Regions from separate parts of the Anas platyrhynchos genome. Here region 2 is linked to region 1. A link is a contact called in public Hi-C data. All regions are on one chromosome and are shown on one strand. The core of a region is the stretch at or near the end of the contact, and the rest is flanking DNA. Distances in the headings are between cores, read along the strand shown. Region 1 has its middle 78 kb from the start of HS6ST2. Region 2 overlaps GPC3 (glypican 3).

Region 1 (3,146 bases), core at 215-2,714:
AACTTTCCATGGGGCTCAGGGCCTGGTGTTTTCTCGCTGCTGAGAGCCCGCTTAGCAATTTGCCACCTGAAAGCAGCATGGGGCCACCAGCCACACAGGCACAGGGACCTTTCAGGAGGCTTCCAACTGTTACCAGTCAGTTTTGAATTAAGAAATAATTGCAGAAAGTGAATACACTTTTTGGTGAATCCCACAAACAGTGGGAGTCATGGGGAGGACACCTCTTGGGCTGAGGGCTTGTTAATCCTAATGGACTTGCACGGCTCAGGCCCAGCCCTTCTCAAGTGCTCTTCAGCTCCTTCTGGCATCCCATGGAGAAACGCAGCCTGTGAGGAGCCTTCTGTGGTACCCACAGGGCACACACACATCCTCCAAAGGGGCTGCTATGGGACTGAAGTGCTTTGCAACCATACACAGATGGACCAGCAGGAGCTCTGGGAGGTGCCGCAGCGGCAGTGAGGATGCTTCTGGTGCTGGCATGGACAATGCAGCACCCATGCTTCAGCCCACCTCTCTGCTAATATCTGAGCAACCTGTGCCTTAACAAGACACCAACCAGGACATTATTCCTTTCTCTACCAGCTCTGGGGAGAAGAAGGTGACTACTTTTTTTCATTTCAATCCCATTACTTATGAGTCTTAATTACTTTCACATCCCCAGAAGATTCAGCAACAAATAACCACAAAAGCAACCCCCGTCTGCAAACTGAAAGGCAACTGATTCACACAGTTGCCACAAAATGACTCTGATAACCCCGTCCTGTTTCATGTAGGCCTTTGGGAGAGCCCAGTACAATGAGAAATAAAGCTACACTTTGCAGAGCTTCAGTGGCAATTTCCTCCCCATATGTTTCTCAAGACACTCTCTTAATTTAGTTTGCCTATAATGAATTCTGTCATTATTCCAAACATCCATTCTCATGACCTAGTCTTATAGCATATCACCACCAAGTATCTTTTTTTGGCTATACAATCTCCCTGGGGAGCTGAAAATTGTCTCCGTCTGCAGCACAACTATGCTGGGGAGCAGCCTGGAAAACAGATCCGAGATTATTCCTTTCTGTGTCAGTCATTTAAGCTTCTTTGTGCTAAAGTTGACATTTGTCTCAATGCTGTCTCAATAGGCCCCGCTGGCTGGGTTTCATTCAGTGCTTTGAGCTGGGGGAGAACTTGCCTCTTGTTTTACTTTCAGGCCATTATTGTGCCAAAGCGTGAAGGGAGGGAGCTGAATAACCACAAACAGGTGAGGCGGGGAGAGGCTTTCTGTCTCCACTCTCAGCTTGCGAGAGCTGAGCTCTTTGGATGCTTTTCAAAGCCAGGAGAAGCCAAAGGCAATAATCCCCACCATGGGAGCAGGCAGGAAGGAAGGGTATCTGGTGTTGGCCAGAGATGTCCCAGCGCAGGGGAAGCGCATTCCCGCGCAGTGACATCGCGCTGCGCCAGGGCAGCCTCAGTGAGGCCAGAAACTTGGGGTTTGAAAACCATCCAAGCTCCACACCCACCTTGACTGGAGCTGCAGACGAGCAGGGCAGGGAGGGATGCTTTTTTTTCTTTTTTTCTTTTCAAGTCTAATTCATAAGAAACAGCTGTTATGAGTGAGGGGTCTTTGCATTAGCCACTGCTGCCTTCCTCTACTTCTGCCTCTGCCTGTCTCCATTAGCAATCTGGAAGTGTCAGAAAAGGGCTTTTCAGTAAATCAGAACCATTTATCTTCCCTTTTCCTCACTACCCCATACCTTCTTTTAATCAGCCTTGTAAAAATGCTCTTTTTGCCTGACCTTCACACAGCTTCAAGGGCTGATTGGCAGTGGATGAGGGTCAGCAGGAAGCACGGGGAGCATCCTCCATGGGACACAGGGCTCCTGGACTCCAGTCACACTGTCCAGTGCATCTCACACCAAAAACTCCCGTACCAAGAGATTAGGGAAGAGGCTGGGAATGTTAAAACTCTCTGCTGCAAACTTGTTTTGAAGTGTTTGCAGCCGACTTGTCCTTTGCCTTGTGAGCCTGAGGGCTGTACGTGCATGGGGCATCCTGCCCAGCAGCAAACACCACTGCCCTGCTGCTGCCCACAAGCTTACCCAACAGCACGGCTCCCCAGGCTGAACCTGTGCCACATCAAGAACAAGCATCTGTACACATCTTAGTTTCCCATGGCGCAAGTCCTCGTTTAATTCCCAGTTGAACAGGAATGCAGGATGCCCCAGGAGGGCAATACTACCTCAAAAAAAAAAAAAAAAAAAAAAAAAAAAAAACCTTATTGCAATGGAAACAAGCTCATTCCCTTTGTCATATGCAGGAGACACATTCACTCATTAGGGATATTGGAGGGGATATCCCTGACTATGCTTGAAAGCATACAGTCACCCACCCCATCCCAAAATCTAAGCCTTGCATGAAGCAGAATGAATATCCAGGACTTCAGTGAAAAGATGGATAACATTTTCAAGAAGAGGAGGAAAGCAGCAGAGGACATTCACATCATGGTGATGCAATACAACGTCTCTGTATGAAGAATACAGGAATACAGGCAAATAACACTCCTAGGTTTGGTTCAAGCAGGTAACCCGAACAGCCCAGGGCCTGATCTGGCCCTTTCAGGTCTTCAGAGATAACCCAGAGTTTTCTCTTGGCATTACACAGAGTTACACCACAGACCCAAGCTCTTAGATGTCCTTATTCAGCTCTTTCTCAGCCCCTCCTGCCACATCTTTTTGGAATTTGAACAAGGAGTGTCTCTCACAGGGTGTTTCTGCAACACCCCAACACCGGCAGCTGCTGCACGGTGCAGGCACCATCACACCCACAAGCCCAGAAGAACACAAGTCCTCCCAGCTGGAAAATGCACGTCATGACCACAATGGGGTTTGAAAGGTTTGTGGTAGAAAACAGTTTCTCAGGGCCTAGTTTGGACTAATGTATGAAAGAAAACGTTTCCCAGCCAACATTAGCTGGCAGAGCTGGTTCATAATCAGCCAGGACAGATGGGAACACACAATGCCTTGAACCCAATCAAGAAAACATCCCAGGAATGCCTGTTAATGTGAACCTTTAGTGGGGTAAAACGGTCATTCAAATCAGAGCAGGATGATTGATTCCAACCTAAGAGAAAAGCACAAATCAAACTGATTCCTATCCAGGGGACA
Region 2 (3,146 bases), core at 330-2,829, 150 kb after region 1:
ATTTTCCTGAAGGCGACCCTTGGCCTCCCAGCTGAGATAACAATGCTAATATTTATGGACGGGCTATTCCTGCCTCTGGACACAGAGCAAAAATAACTCAAATCACAACTTGGTAGACACATCTAACAGAACTGAAAAAGGAATCTTTGCTTCCAATACAGTAATAACAAACCATCTCGCCCACCAATGCAAAAAAAAAATAGCACCACCCACAGTCACACATGCACACGAAAAAAAAGTGGTCTGGAGTTCTGATATGATGAGTAGGCATCAGCAATTGTGACTCATCCAGAAAGAACTGACCTGAGACAACACACCACTCAGACAGCCATGCTTCATTCATTTATTTATCTTAGCTTGATAAAAGATGCTTAGACCAAGCTAAAACAATCTGGAAAATTTTTTTACATTCCCTTTCTCTATGGGTTAAGTTTTCTGTATTCTTTTTAGCCACTGTGCATTTGGTTCTAATGCACAAATAACATTCTCAAACTGGAAAAGTTTGAAAAGGATTTCTCATATATGCATATGCTTACACAGATTCAGTTTGAGAAGACTCCTGAGCAAGCATTATTTCCTCCCTCCTACAACATATTTGCCAAACTCAAGCAAACTTGAAAATTTGGTGTACTGATGAAAGAACACACATTTTTCAGCAGCATGAGCAGCCTGAAGTAAACTGAAGCCAAAGCACCAGCAAGTTGCAGACATTGGCAAAAAACTACAAGAAAATGCTGTGGAACTCTAACAAAAATTGCACCAACTAGCACGGTTCCTGAGTCTACCAGTATGAATGAAAACTGACCTGCATCTCCAACACAAAAAAAATGGGGAGGATTTAATTAAGTTGTGCTCGACAAATAATATACTGGTAGTCACATGGGAAACCAGTTTAGAACTCTGAGCGCTACACGAATTCTTTTTTTCCAAAAAGACTGAATGTTTGCAAAACCTCAGAAACCACTGTCCTTTGAGTTTGGTAGATACTGAATTTTTCACCCTTCCCAAGCCTAGGAGCCCACACTTTCCCAGATCTGAAACCAACACCTGAAAAACAACTGTAATTCATCCAGAGTTGTTCCTTTCACATTTCCTACTCTTTAGCATCCAAGATGTGTTCCAGATGTGAAGCAGATCACAAAACTTCAGCAGGCCAAGAAAAGAAGTGTGATGGTGAGCTCTGCCACCCAAAATCCCTAATTTAAGTAACATCCACAGTTATTTTACCAGTACATAAGCTGCTTACCACCTCAGTGTGAATAGCTAGGTTCATAACTAACTTTCACAAGTCACTTTACATTTCCTCCTGATTTTATTCTCAATTCCCCTCCTTCTCAAACATAACTTCACAGGAGGGGTTGATTTTTTCAAACTCTTACAATTTATGCCATCCAAATCAAAACAACTCATCTGCTCCCTACAACGCTACAACTTTCCAGTCTGATACTGCGAACAAGGGAGAGAGCTGTAAAAGACCATGACTGAGCTGACCACGTTCACCCACTTACCCCTATTCTTCTCAGAGCAGGAGCTGACACAGACAGGCTGCTGCTGTAAACAGCTGCATTCAGCCAAGTTGTGTTTACCCAGGGTCCCTCGTTCCACAAAGCTTAGCTCCTCAGCAGCCTGAACTGTTCAGCGAAGACCTAACTTGACCCAATCTGGCAGCCAGCATTTCACAACCACTTTATGTCAGCAGTTTCAAGTACGCTAATAACCATGTTTTGTTCGGTGCGACTTTCTCACTGTGAACGGCAAAATATCATTATCACCTGCAGGTTGAAGCCTGCCCTCTACCCCATTTAATAGGGAGCTGATTATGCTATTCTCTCTCCCCCCCCCCTTAATAATTACAGGCTGTGGGCAGATGGCACAGCTTTTCCATGCAGGAAGGCACAGCAGCCTGCGCTGCCATCGCCTGTTCTGCATGCTGAGGTGCTCTCGGGGTCCCAGTGGCCCCAGTGCTCCCAGCCAGCGGCCGGTGACGTGTGCCTGCCCTGCAGGGCTTCGGCCAGGAACTGTTATCACAACAGCCCCTGGCACCCGCGGGAGCAGGAAAGCAGAGGTTAGCAGAAAAGTCGCTAAGCCAGCAACTTCAGGCAGATCAGCCCTCACAGCCCACCAGCCGGGGTGCAGCTGGGCTTTACCATGGGAAGCTGCTGCTGCTGAAAGCATCGTGCTGGAGCAAACCTGGACGAGATCCCCACCAGTAAAAGCTCTCTTGAGGGAGACAGGGCAGCTCAGCCATGTTAAAGACAGCGTTATGACCTGAGTATTTTCCCAGCAAGACCCAAATGCTGTATGTTCCCAGAGAGTACAGAGGTCTAAGCTGCCAGCCTACTAGAAAACAACCCCTCTGAGAGTTACACAGTGACAGAGAGCAGAGTCCAGAGCCAGACCCCAGCCCAGCTGGGGGACAAAGGCAGGGCTGGCTCGAGTCAATACTGTAGAAGAGCTCTGGGAGGTTAAACCCTCTCCCTGCAGCACTCACACTGTGTGAAAGGCAGTTTCCCTCACATAGCTCACAGCCATTGCCAACTGAACACAGCGCAGAGGTGTCACTTAATCCCTTGGCAGCAGCGGGGCTTCACAGACTTAACCTGGCCTGGCATGATGGGTAGAGACAAGATACTGCTTGTCCTTGCAATGATGCCAGGTCTGAGACCGTGGGAAGGAAGCTCCCTGCCTGGCAAAGAGGGTCTCATCCAGCTCTGCCACATCCCCATTAAACAGTAACTTGTTTTGACAGTGATTAGGAGCAGACATCCAAGGACATGCAGCAAACTAACAACTGACCCTCCATTCCAGCCATGAGCAAAGAGGACTTCAACAAGAGTTGATGTCAGACATGTGCCACACAGACCTACACCAGCACCTCGTGCTTATGGATATCACAGCAGCACCATCTTCCCACCATACCGGGGATGAGCACTTACAAGAAGTGCACCACAAGGACACATCCAGTGCCTGGGAACAGGCTGAGCCCAAAGGGCTGCACTGTGCATGCCCTGTGGCTCCTGTTTTGCCCACAGGCTTAAACCAGGACCTGCCATGCATGCCTGGTACCAAGCCGGGCCGAAGCAGCACCTGCTCTCCACCCAGCTGCTGAAAACAGAGCTGCCCGGGGTTGTCTGGCTGAGCCCGAA

The links. Hi-C and Micro-C count contacts between places; a contact is called where the count stands out from the background.
Region 2: a Hi-C map of subcutaneous adipose tissue shows a contact between it and region 1, with 2.4 times the contacts expected there. The contact joins two enhancer-like sites. A contact is called at or near these places in 3 of 8 Hi-C or Micro-C datasets (liver, skeletal muscle and subcutaneous adipose tissue).

Annotation. Positions count from the first base shown.
Region 1 is chr10:16,473,962-16,477,107 of IASCAAS_PekinDuck_T2T, forward strand. No RefSeq gene overlaps it. Among named protein-coding and RNA genes, the nearest start is that of HS6ST2, 78 kb to the left of the region's middle. Within about 2 kb of position 1,465, at least 1 of the 8 cell types and tissues checked has an H3K27ac peak or open chromatin away from gene starts, as enhancers often do. A contact at or near this core is called in subcutaneous adipose tissue, where this site is marked.
Region 2 is chr10:16,622,377-16,625,522 of IASCAAS_PekinDuck_T2T, forward strand. The region is part of intron 6 of GPC3 (glypican 3); the gene reads right to left. Among named protein-coding and RNA genes, the nearest start is that of GPC4, 62 kb to the left of the region's middle. Within about 2 kb of position 1,580, at least 3 of the 8 cell types and tissues checked have an H3K27ac peak or open chromatin away from gene starts, as enhancers often do. A contact at or near this core is called in subcutaneous adipose tissue, where this site is marked.